Regions from separate parts of the Oncorhynchus mykiss genome. Here region 1 is linked to region 2. Evidence: chromatin contacts called from public Hi-C data. All regions are on one chromosome and are shown on one strand. Each heading gives the region's core, a stretch centred on a gene start, on an enhancer-like site or on the middle of the called end of the contact. The rest is flanking DNA. Distances are from core to core; before and after follow the strand shown.

What was found. A called contact is a pair of places that touch in the nucleus more often than the background predicts.
Region 1: a contact with region 2 is called in a Hi-C map of liver, with 5 times the contacts expected there. The contact joins the promoter of LOC110497399 here to the promoter of LOC110497280 in region 2. A contact is called at or near these places in 2 of 3 Hi-C or Micro-C datasets (blood and liver).

Annotation. Positions count from the first base shown.
Region 1 is chr2:81,174,461-81,180,694 of USDA_OmykA_1.1, forward strand. It overlaps LOC110497399 (40S ribosomal protein S17), which reads left to right and starts at 3,323. Exons shown (of 5, transcript XM_036956470.1): 1 at 3,323-3,367; 2 at 4,720-4,871. The coding sequence starts at 3,338. LOC118944145 (a small nucleolar RNA gene) reads left to right here and starts at 6,058; the gene lies at 6,058-6,182.
Region 2 is chr2:81,008,179-81,014,447 of USDA_OmykA_1.1, forward strand. It overlaps LOC110497280 (zinc finger protein with KRAB and SCAN domains 8), which reads right to left and starts at 2,736. Exons shown (of 2, transcript XM_021573315.2): 1 at 2,475-2,736; 2 at 522-1,863. The coding sequence starts at 2,649. The coding sequence ends at 848.

The DNA.
Region 1 (6,234 bases), core at 2,073-4,572, 170 kb after region 2:
CATGTTCTGAAATCTGTTGCTGTACATTTCATTAGAGCTAAACAAATAGTTATATTGACTAGCGTTACATCCATCCTAGCTCGCTTAATGTCTTAATCGAAATTACATATTGCCTCTTATCCGCTTGTCGTCTCCTTACACCATAGTTTGTACATCTCAATTGTCATTAGAATCCACATTTGTTCAAGCAAGTCAGCCATATCGGCTATGTTTTTTTTTAAAGGCAGTAAATGAGAATTAATTAACTGTTTCGCTGCCAGACAAGGCTCTGCTGATAGCCAGTTGTAGCAGTGGTCAGATGTTTGGACAGCTTTATGAAGGCCCTTAACAGTTTGTGGGCACCGTTTGTCACTGTTATAGTGCAATTAATGCATTGTTTAGTGTTGTTACATGCTAAAATGGCCACTGAATACTTCATTTTATTTACAGTTTATACACCCCACATTTATATACTAGATTCTTGGCATAGCTCACTAATATATCTACTGCTGTACATAACATTGTTAGTATATCTTGTGTAAATTTATCTGGTGTACATTGGGCTCCCGAGTGCCTCAGTGGCTTAAGTCACTGCATCTCAGTGCTAGAGGTGTAACTACAGACCCCGTGAGGAGCCAATAACATAAGCATTTCGCTGCACCGGCTATAGAGTACCACAGTATGAGTCATAATACCCATAAAACTTAGCAGTCAAATAGGGAACTGCTTCCAAGTGTTTTCCACCATCCATTTTTTAGAAACACTTAAAATAAGGGCTGTTTTTGCGTAGGCTTACACTGGTGTGACGTTTGTGTTAAGGGATTTTTTTTTAATCAATAATGACTTATGTATACATTTCAATCAGGACTAACTAATCAGAATACTATTATGTTACTGTATAGATGTATGAATTTTCTTTTAATCCTAGTACTGAATATAATGTGTGTAATTATAATCAAGAAGTAGAACAATGACTGTCTGTTCCTTGGTAGAAATGAATGAATTTATCGTCAGACTGGCTAGAACGCTTATCTACACAGGCAGACCTTGGCTCGGGTCATAAATGATCTAAGTTTGGGAGAGACGATGTGGGAAGTCTTGAACTATACAGCCATTGTACTGGAGTGGAGATGAGACGGGGTAGTACGAAAACTAATGACGACATTTTCAGTTTATAAGCTGTGGTAAACTATATCATGTTCAGTACTCTCGAGAATAAACACTGCTGATTGATTTTGAGACTGGTCTCTGTCCATTTTATGCAAATAAGAGTCTTACAAATTCTTAGGAATTGACAGAGTGTTGAATTTTAATTGGGTATTAAAACATGTAGGAATTTAATTCCTGTAACAGTTTGATAACCATGTAAATTTCTCTAGGACAAAGTGACTTTTCTCAATATATTTGCCTGTATTACCTTCAAAAAAATGAAATGCTAATTAGCTACTAATGTGGCTATTATAAAGAACTACAAAAACTGATCTGGACGAGACTGCCAAATCAAGGCAAAGGTAAAAATCTCTGGATTAATTATCAAATGTTAGCTAAATGTAGTCATGAATAAATTGGCAAAATTTCTTTAGATTAACAATTCTGTGAACTGTCTTGTGCAAGTTTTAAATTGACTATCTGTTCGCAAAGGTTTCAGCTAGAGATGATGTGCAGGAGCTAGCAGGTATTTGTAGTCTTGCATGATGTCTTTTAATGCTAATTAGCTTTTTCGAATGTGAGAACAAATAGGGCCGAATACATTAAAAGTCATCATGTCCGAGAGAGATTTACATTGTTATCAAAACGTCACACCAGGGTAAGCCTACACGCAACACAGCCCTTATTTGAAGTGTTTCTAAAATCCATAATGGGAAAAATTAATGGTATAAAAAAGATTGGAACCAGTTCCCTGATTGACCGCTAGGTTTTATGGGTATTATGACACCTCCACTGTGTGGTTCAATAACATCTGCTAAACTGTGTAACAATGCCACCAATAAACTTAGATTTGATATGCATTGTGTGAAATGTGTAACCCTTTAAGCATATTTCCCAAAACATGTTCATGAACTGGAGGTGTAAAAAGATGACTGAGAATATGAACATGGGAATACTGCATATACTGTATTTCACTAATATACACTAGAACAAAGTGTTAAATTATAATGATGACATGTCATGATCACCTGAATGAAAAGCAAAGCATTGGCAGAATGATTACATATGAATCAGACACAGATGGAATTGGATTCTCATGTTATACTTCGGAAAGTATTCAGACCCCTTCACTTTTTCCACATTTACGTTACAGCCTTATTCTAAAATGTATTAAATCATTTTTTCCCTCATCAATCTACACACACTAACCAATAATGACAAAGCAAAAACATTTGATGTAAAAAACTTACATTTTACATTTATGTAAGTATACATACCCTTTACTCAGTACTTTGTTGAAGCACCTTTGGTAGCAATCACAGCATTGTGTCTTCTTGGGTATGACGCTACAAGCTTGGCACGCCTGTATTTGGGGAGTTTCTCCCATTCTTCTCTGCAGATCCTCTCAAGCTCTGTCAGATTGGCTGGGGAGCATTGCTGCACAGCTATTTTCAAGTCTCTCCACAGATGGCAAATCAAATTGTATTTGTTACATGCGCCGAATACAACAGGTAGACCTTACAGTGAAATCCTTACTTACAAGCTCTTAACCAACAATGCAGTTTTAAGAAAATACCCACCAAAAAAGTAAGAGAGAAGAATAAATAATTAAAGAGCAGCAGTAATTAACAATAGCGGGGCTATATACAGGGGGTAACGGCACAGAGTCAATGTCAATGTGCGGAGGTAATATGTACATGTAGGTAGAGTTATTGAAGTGACTATGCTTGGCCCCCTGTGATGCACTGGGCCATACGCACTACCCTCTGTAGTGCCTTGCGGTCGGAGGCCGAGCAGTTGCCATACCAGGCAGTGATGCAACCCGTCAGGATGCTCTCGATGGTGCAGCTGTAAAACCTTTTGAGGATCTGAGGACCATTGCCAAATCTTTTCAGTCTCCTGAGGGGGAATAGGTTTTGTCGTGCCCTCTTCACGACTGTCTTGGTGTGTTTGGACAATGTTAGTTTGTTGGTGATATGGACACCAAGCTCTCAACCTGCTCCACGACAGCCCCGTCGATGAGAATGGGGGCGTGCTCGGCCCTACTTTTCCTGTAGTCCACAATCATCTCCTTTGTCTTGATCACATTGAGGGAGAGGGGGTTGTCCGGATGTGGAGGTCCTGGGCTGTCGTGGCGACACGTGGTCTGCTGTTGTGCGACCAGTTGCATGTACTGCTGCCAAATTTTCTACAATTTTGTTGGAGGCTTATGGTAGAGGAATTAACATTAAATACTCAGGTAACAGCTCTGTTGGACATTCCTGCAGTCATCATGTCAATCAAAACTCGAGACATCTGTAGCATTGCGTTGTGTGATAACCGTCATTGTAAATAAGAATTTGTTCTTAACTGACTTGCCTAGTTAAATAAAGGTTAAATAAAATACAAATAAAAACGTGAAGAGCACATCGACATTTTTTCCCCCTAGTCAGCTCGGGGATAGAACCAGCGGCTTTTCGGTTACTTGGCCAACGCTCTTAACCGCTAGACTAACTGCCGCACTTACGCGCAATAATTTCACTCAACTGGGGAAACCAAATGTACAGTAATATAGCTGTAATGAACTGCAAGTCTGGTTGTATATTTTTGCGAATTCTTCTACCACTAGGGGGTGGCACCCTTTTCCCTTTGGTTTCCCACATCCACGTGCCCTCTTATTATACTTCCGCTGAAGCGCTTGTATAGTCCTCTTCTACCAGCCCGATTCAACATGGTGGGTACTTCAACATTTACAACCCCTCTAAATCTATCGTAATCCTCAGTTTTTTAGTATCCAAAATGGTATTTATCTCTAGAATAGTGAAATGTTGTATATATTACACAATCGCAGTGACATATTGCGTTAGGATGCCCTTCCTGGCAGATTTTTTTGAACAATATGACGAGGGTTCGCCGAGATGCTAACGGAAGAAGCATTATGCTAGCATTTGGCTGCACATGAACAACCACGTTTTCCATGTCTTTATTTGATTACAATCAGTAGAGAACTGGTCATGACTTTAATATTGTACACATTTTCCGCTATGTGGTTAGTGGTTTTGCACGTTGGTTTCAACTGTTTGTAAGAAATACATTTTGTTCCGTGGTACAGATTAGCGTAGCTAACTAGCTGATTGCGGAATCATCCTACTAGCTAATTAACCATAGGTGGTCTGTTTTCCCAATGTAGGGTACCCATTGTTTCTGACTTACTCACCGGTGTAGTTAATCGTGAGATCCATTTACTAGCAAGTAGGTAGTTGGCTAGGTAGCCAGTCTGCGCAAAGTTGCTAGCTCGTTAGTATTAGGTACAACCTTGTATGTTAGATCCAAATGTAGCTTGCCTGGTCATGCCAGCCGTTGGCGTACTTATACCTCCTAAAATGTCAACCGCTTTTGAAATGTAATTTACGTTGAACCCTGTATCGAAAGTGGCCAGGTCATTGATAGTACAGAACGTGAATTGAGGGTCTTTCCCGTGTTCGATGGGTCCAAAGTCCCTACCGAACCCTGGTTCTCTCAGATATTTTAAATCCATTAAAGGTAATCCCATTCTGAACGTTCAGGTGATCAGGATAACCTAGTCATTTGCACAACTCCTTTGTTCCACAGGGACGAGTCAGGACCAAGACGGTGAAAAAAGCCGCCCGGGTCATCATTGAGAAGTACTACACCCGGCTGGGAAATGACTTCCACACCAACAAGAGGGTGTGCGAAGAGATCGCTATCATCCCCAGCAAGAAGCTCCGCAACAAGATCGCTGGGTGAGTCTGGTTTCTTCAGCTTTATTGTCTCTTAATAGTCAAGCTGACTCGAACCTCAGCAACATATATAAAGCTTGTCTGAGGTCAAGCAGCAGATGTTGCGTAGACAACGCTGAACAGCAACGTTCAACCAACCGTGGTGATATTTTCTTCGTTCTCAATTTGGAAGTCACCCGTGTCTTAACTCCTGGGTCTAGTTTTGGGTGTAGCCAGCAGGTCAGGGTCGGACAGGCAATTTTCTTAAATAAAGTCACCACGGAGCCAGCACGAGATATGGCTCGGAAAGCGTACCGCGATCATGGATGAGAAATGCGTTGTACTCTGAATTGTCCCGTTATTCCAACTGTTATACTGAGAAGATGAAATGGCTGCTCGTTTTTCTGGAAACTGCCCTTTTCATCCTCATGATAGGTAGCAGAAACCACAGCAGCCATTTTGGGATGTCGGTGTCAGCTAATTGGCTCCTTTGCTTTTTTTCAATGCTGAATATTTTTATTAATTTCATGAATCAAATTGATTTATAAAGCCTTACATCAGCTGGTATCACAAAATGCTGTACAGAAACCCAGCCTAAGCCCCCAAACAGCAAGCAATACAGGTGTAGAAGCACAGTGGCTAGGAAAAACTCCCTAAAAAGGCCAGATCCTAGAGGGACCAGGCCTCTTCTGGCTGTGCCGGGTGGATATTATAAGAAAACATGGCCGAGATGTTCAAATGTTCGTAGATGCCCAGCAGGGTCAAATAATAATAATCACAGTGGTTGTAGAGGGTGCAACAGGTCAGCACCTCAGGAGTAAATGTCAGTTGGCTTTTCATAGCCGATCATTCAGAGTATCTCTACAGGAGCTGCTGTCTCTAGAGAGTTGGAAACAGCAGGTCTGGGACAGGTAGCATGTCCGGTGAACAGGTCATGCGTCCATAGCCGCAGGCAGAACAGTTGAAACTGGAGCAGCAGCACGGCCAGGTGGACTGGGGCCAGCAAGGAGTCATCAGGCCAGGTAGTCCTGAGGCATGGTCCTAGGGCTCAGGTCCTCCTTAGAGAAAGATGTTTCATATGACATGTACTATGCTGCACTTCAATCAGGTTGGATTTCAAAACACTACTTCTAATAGCATGGCTTGGAGGGAGTTATTGATTATATTATATCCCTGACCTAGCTGATTATTGCTAGTTTGCCACATAAAAACCTGTATCGAAAGTGACTATGGCGCAACTGTTGCCATAGTCATTGATGTTACGGGAATTGTGACGGAAATATTTTACCGTGTTTGTTGGAATATCTTTTCCTGTCAAACCCTGTCTTTCAAACATCTTTCTCGTCCGCAACAACCTAAACTTGAGTGAAACCTAATTATCATGTTA
Region 2 (6,269 bases), core at 1,486-3,985:
CAGAAATACTTTTAAGCCTGGCTTACCTGGAAGAGAACACCAGTGTCAGTATAGTTGAGACAAGTGTTACTGTGGTATATTTAAGCAATAAGGCACGAGGGGGGTGAGGTATATGGCCAATATGCCACGGCTAAGGGCTGTACTTATGTATATTGGCCATATACCACAAACCCCCGAGGTGCTTTATTGCTATTTTGAACTGGTTACCAATGTAATTAGAGCAGTAAAAATATTTGTCATACCCATGGTATACAGTCTGATATACCACAGCTGTCAGCCAATCAGCATTCAGGGCTGGAACCACCCAGTTTATAATTTGTCCATAACCATTTAAATGACTGTCAATGTGTACAGAGCCTGGTGGTTGACTATGTAGTTTGCCCACAATTATTTTGGGCTACAATTCCACTAACTAAAATTCAACTCCCTACACATACTGTCCAAACTGAGTATATGCTTTGTGCTTTTATTTATTGGGCATTAAAAAGTAGCTCAACAGATTTCAATGGAATAAAACATACTTGAAATCATAGTACTTTTATTATGTTTTAGATGTATTACCATTAGTAGCTAATTTCCTTTCCTCCCACTATAATAGAACTCCAAAAACACACAGGTTGTCTCTTTTTGCAAGCCAGGCTCATTCAAAGGCCGCACAATGGCGAGTTACTCCAGCATTAGGACTATACAGATCTAGGTGAGCAACGTATATGACAGCGGTCTGTGTGGACTTTTTAGAAATTCAAGCAGCCACTGTCACTGAAATATTTACTGCAATCACTGCACTCATACACATTTTCCCCAGTGTGACTTTTCTGATTACACATTATTGGGTAAAGCAGTTTTTCTACATACATGACACCTGTATGATTTCGCCCCTGTGACTCCTCATCATGTGAAATGTCAGACGGAAGCTAGTGCTGAAACACTTGTCACAATGACTGCAGCTATATCCTTTACCTCCTGCATGAATCTTCATGTGCCTTTTCAGACTATTGCGAACGCTGAATTCTTTGCCACAATCAGAACATTGATACGGTTTATCCCCTGTGTGGGTTCTCATGTGCACAATCAGATCCCTATTGCTAGTGAAGCATTTACTACAAACATGACAACACATCCTATCTGCAATGTGAGTTTGGATGTGATGTTTCATACTTTCTGTGGACTCAAAACATTTTCCACACACACCACAAATATGTTCTTTCTCATTTGTATGAGTTTGCACATGTTTCATTAACGAACCCATGTACTGGAAAGACTTTCCACACACTTTACAACGGCAAGGAGCATTATCCCTTTGCCTGGGTGATTTCAGATCGGACGACTCTGTGGATTTTCTACCCTTAATATTCATATGGGAACTTTGTCTTTTTCCTGTCCATCTTTTCTTTGATTTGACTGGTTTAAAACCTGACGGAGGCCCTCCAACTCCCATCCAATCAATGTTTTCCCTCTGAGCTGCAGAACAGTATGGATTTCTTGCATAATTAGGCTGAGAATCACTGGTTGGTTCTGATAATCTGTAGTCCTCTCCACCAGTTTCTGCTTTGATATTTGCAGTTGAGGTGCTGGGTAGAGAGTCTCTCTCTTCTTTTCCCTCATTCTGGGCTTGATAAAGATATGAGTGCCGAGTTGGGTCTTCACAGTCAGGTTCCATAAAGGCATTAGTGAATATGGAGTCTTTGGTATCATCTTCCAGCTCTTGAAGCTGTTCTTCCCATTGACTGGTCCTGAGTTCCTCCTGTTCCTCCTTTATCTGTGTAGGCTCTGGGTCCTCTTGTCCGAGACTGGGGCTCCACTCCTGCACACACTGCTGCTGCTCAGGGGGAACCTGTTCCGAGACTGACTGTTGGAGGATGTCTAGAGGCAAGTAGAAAGGAAGGATGAGATATAGAAAACCTGTAAGCCTACAATAGAGAGAATTATTAACAGTGTATTTTTGTAGGCATTAACTCCGCCATTGCTCGTTGGCCAAAGCCTATGGGTGAAATTAATGTTTTTTTTGTAGGGTTTTTGGATAAACACAAAGTGTGGTCTGTGGTAAACACAGGCTCAGATCTTACTGTTCTATGAGATCATCATCAGCTAACGTTACTTTTTGTGAAGCATGTATGTAATCAAAACAAGCACATAAAGGCATCTTAATTCATAAAGGTTATGTTAACTGACTGATCATCTCATAGAACAAAACGTACTCCTAAGCCTGTGTTAACCTCAGACCTTATTTTCGTAGTTTATCCTAAAAACCCATTCTTTAAGAAGCATCAGACCCTACCGAACTGCATTCTTTCCCCATTAATTTCCCTCCATAGGAACGGCTGAACGATCCTGATAACTCATTTCCGGTTTTTAGGACTACAAGCTGGCGAGTATGACTATTCAGACATAACTATGTACCTGTAAAAGCTGATGTGATATTTTCTATCCACTTTCATACAATGACGGTTGAATTGACAAAGGTAATCACAAACCTGCTCTGTTTAGCTTGATGAGAGCGATTTCAAGCTGCCTCTGGAGACGGTCATTTTCCTCATTTGAACGGGAAACTTCTTCTGCTATCGTTTTTTCAACTGCCCATAATATCTCCTCAGCAGCAGTTCTTAATCGCTCATTGAGAAACACTCTTAACAGCTGTATTTTAGACATTTTAGATTACGTTTAGTAGCTTCCGAAGTAGCTAGTTCCTGGATTCTGTCCGTTTCCGCGGGCAACCTCATCTGGTAGGAGGTAACACATTTTGATTTATCACCACCTGCTGGAGTGGAGTACGAGAAGATCGGTTCAGTTTATGGAAATCTTTTCCAATACAAAATGTACCCCATGACATATCCTATATTGTCTGAAATATCACCAATCACATATCTATCTGTACATTATATATTAATCCTATATTTTAACCTCAGGTGAGATAACACTGACTCAACTCCAGCCACTTTAATAATGGGAATTGATGGGAAATGATGTAAATATATCACTAGCCACTTTAAACAATGCTACCTTATATTATGTTACTTACCCTACATTATTCATCTCATATGCATACGTATATACTGTACTCTATATCATCGACTGTATCCTTATGTAATACATGAATCACTAGCCACTAAACTATGCCACTTTGTTTACATACTCATCTCATTTGTACATACTGTACTCGATACCATCTACTGTATCTTGCCTATGCTGCTCTGTACCATCACTCATTCATATATCCTTATGTACATATTCTTTATCCCCTTACACTGTGTACAAGACAGTAGTTTTGGAATTGTTAGTTAGATTACTTGTTATTACTGCATTGTCGGAACTAGAAGCACAAGCATTTCGCTACACTCGCATTAACATCTGCTAACCATGTGTATGTGACAAATAAAATTTGATTTGATTTGATGTGGATACTTTGACGGGAGGGACGTATGATATAATTAAAAGTGTCTTAATAATAACAAAATAATAATACAGAATCATAATGTGTAGCAGTAAGTAATATACTATCCATTTTTTCGATATGTGTACTCTACTGATGTCTGATCCAGGCTGTATCACATCCGGCCGTGATTGGGAGTCCCATAGGGCGGCGCACAATTGGCCCAACATCGTCCGGGTTTGGACGGGGTAGGCCGTCATTGTAAATAAGAATTTGTTCTTAAACTGACTTGCCTCGTTAAATAAAGGTTACCATTTTTTTTAAATGATCAAGGTTTGATTGGTTATACCTCGGAATTCCTATAGGGGCAGGGTTGACATATTTGTAATTTGTTTTATACTGTAAATTGGCCTAATACTATTGGTTGTGGGTTGCAGGTTTTTGGGCTACTTCTAAGTTACACAGCGATCGCCATGGCATTTCTCTTTAAAACATTTTTATTTCACTGTGACATGCTACTGCTGACTATCAGGCAGTGCTGTTGCTGAGTTATTGATTGGTGGGTGGGGCCCGAGGTGTGTGTGCAGCTTAGTCCACGAGAGTGAGAGGAGACAGAGCAGCACACAAGCAGGTCGTGAATTTGTTTTACAAGTGGTAGGTAGGCTATTTAACTTGTCATTATGCTTGAGTGTAAATTTGAAATGGAAGTTATGGAATTCACTCGCATGCTTCAGTTATGCGGAAAAGTTCTCAATGAAACTGACATTAAATGTGGAGAATGTTACATTTGCATCTGTTGGCCATCAAGTAGCCTATTCATTTATATGCCATTGTAGGCAACTGTAGGCTACGATTTGATACAGTAAATGTGTTGAAATGACTATATCACTGGAGTCATTGCAAATCAATTTGTGCCACTTGTGTAGCCTTCCTGGAGCTGGCAAACGGATTTAATAAATAATCTATAACTTCAGTGTATTGTTGTTGTAGCATTATGTTATTATGCAATTATTAATGGCCAAATAAATGAGTCTGTTAATTTGAACAAAGCAATCTGCTAAATCGTTCAGTTTACATCTTGCCTACCTTTTCTCTAGGCTACTGAAGACTATCTGAAATAAGATGTTGGCCTATAAGGAACTATAGGCTATGTGCATTTTCACTACATGGCCAAAAGTATGTGGACAAACCTTAACATTAGTGGATTCGGCTATTTCAACCACACCCATTTCTGACCGATGTATAAAATTGAGCACATAGCCATGCAATCTCCATAGACAAACATTGTCAGTAGAATGAGCTGTACGGAGGAGCTTAGTGACTTTCAACATGGCACCGTCATAGGATGCCACCTTTCCAACAAGTCAGTTGGTAAAATTTCTGCCCTGCTAGAGCTGCCACGGTCAACTGTAAGTGCTGTTATTGTGACATGAAAACGTCTAGGCTCAACAATGGCTTAGCCGCGAAGTGGTAGGCCACACAAGTTAAAAGAACAGGACCGCCGAGTGCTGAAGTGCGTAAAAATCCTCTGTCCTCGGTTGCAACACTCACTACCAAGTTCCAAACTGCCTCTGGAAGTAACGTCAGCACAAGAACTGTTCGTAGGGAGCTTCATGAAATGGGTTTCCAGGGCCGAGCAGCCGTACACAAGTATAAGATCACCATGCACAATGCCAAGCATCGGCTGGAGTGGTGTAAAGCTCACCGCCATTGGACTCTGGAGCAGTGGAAATTCGTTCTCTGGAGTGATGAATCGTGCTTCACCATCTGGCAGTCCAACGGACGAATCTGGGTTTTGTGGATGCCAGGCCAACGCTACCTACCCGAATGCATAGTGCCAACTGTAAAGTTTGGTGAAGAAGAAGTAAGGTCTGGGGCTGTTTTTCATGGTTCGGGCTAGGCACCTTAGTTCCGATGAAGGGAAATGTTGACGCTACAGTGTACAATTACATTCTAGACGATTCTGTGCTTCCAACTCTGTGGCAACAGTTTGGGTAAGGCCCTTTCCTGTTTTAGCATGACAATGTCCACATGCACAAAGTGAGGTACATACAGAAATAGTTTGTCGAGATCAGTGGGGAGGATCTTGACTGGCCTGCACAGAGCCCTGACCTCAACCCCATCAAACACCTTTGGGATGAATTGGAACACCGACTGTGAGCCAGGTCTAATCGCCCAACGTCAGTGCCCGACCTCACTAATTCCCTTCTGGCTGAATGGAAGCAAGTCACCGCAGCAATGTTCCAACATCTAGTGGAAAGCCTTCCCAGAACAGTGGAGGCTGTGATGGCAGCAAAGAGGGGACCAACTCCATATTAATGCCCATTATTTTGGCCATGTAGTGTATCTAAGCAAACCATGGCAAAGTTGAATTACAATCATAAACCCAGATTTTATTCTGTATCCTATGCCTATTGAAATGACAAGTCAATCTCACAAATGGGCCATTTATAACTATTTGTAGTCTTCCCAGAAAATAGCCTAACATTAGAATCACTCAAACTCTCCTGTCTGATTTATCTATAATTTGCACATATGGCCATGTGTGTATATGTATGGCCATAAACCATACCACCTTGTGCCTTATTGCTTAATCATAGCAGTCAAACGAGTTACATCGACATCCATTGATCGAAAATTATCTGGCGAGTTTAATAAGGGCAAATTATATTTTCTCTTGCAACATATTCAAATTAGTTTATTACGTCATGTCATAGTTCACAATAAATATTATTTTGATGAAAACCGAATTTTGCTTCTAACCTAGTTACAAGTTATGTCGATATTCCTTCTTAATTGTTTCCGTAACATTATGGGAAAGTTGTTTACTGTATAAACGTGGCAAATCCTCTCTTGATGTGGGCGGGAACAATTGGCTAGATTTCAGGCCTTTTGGGTG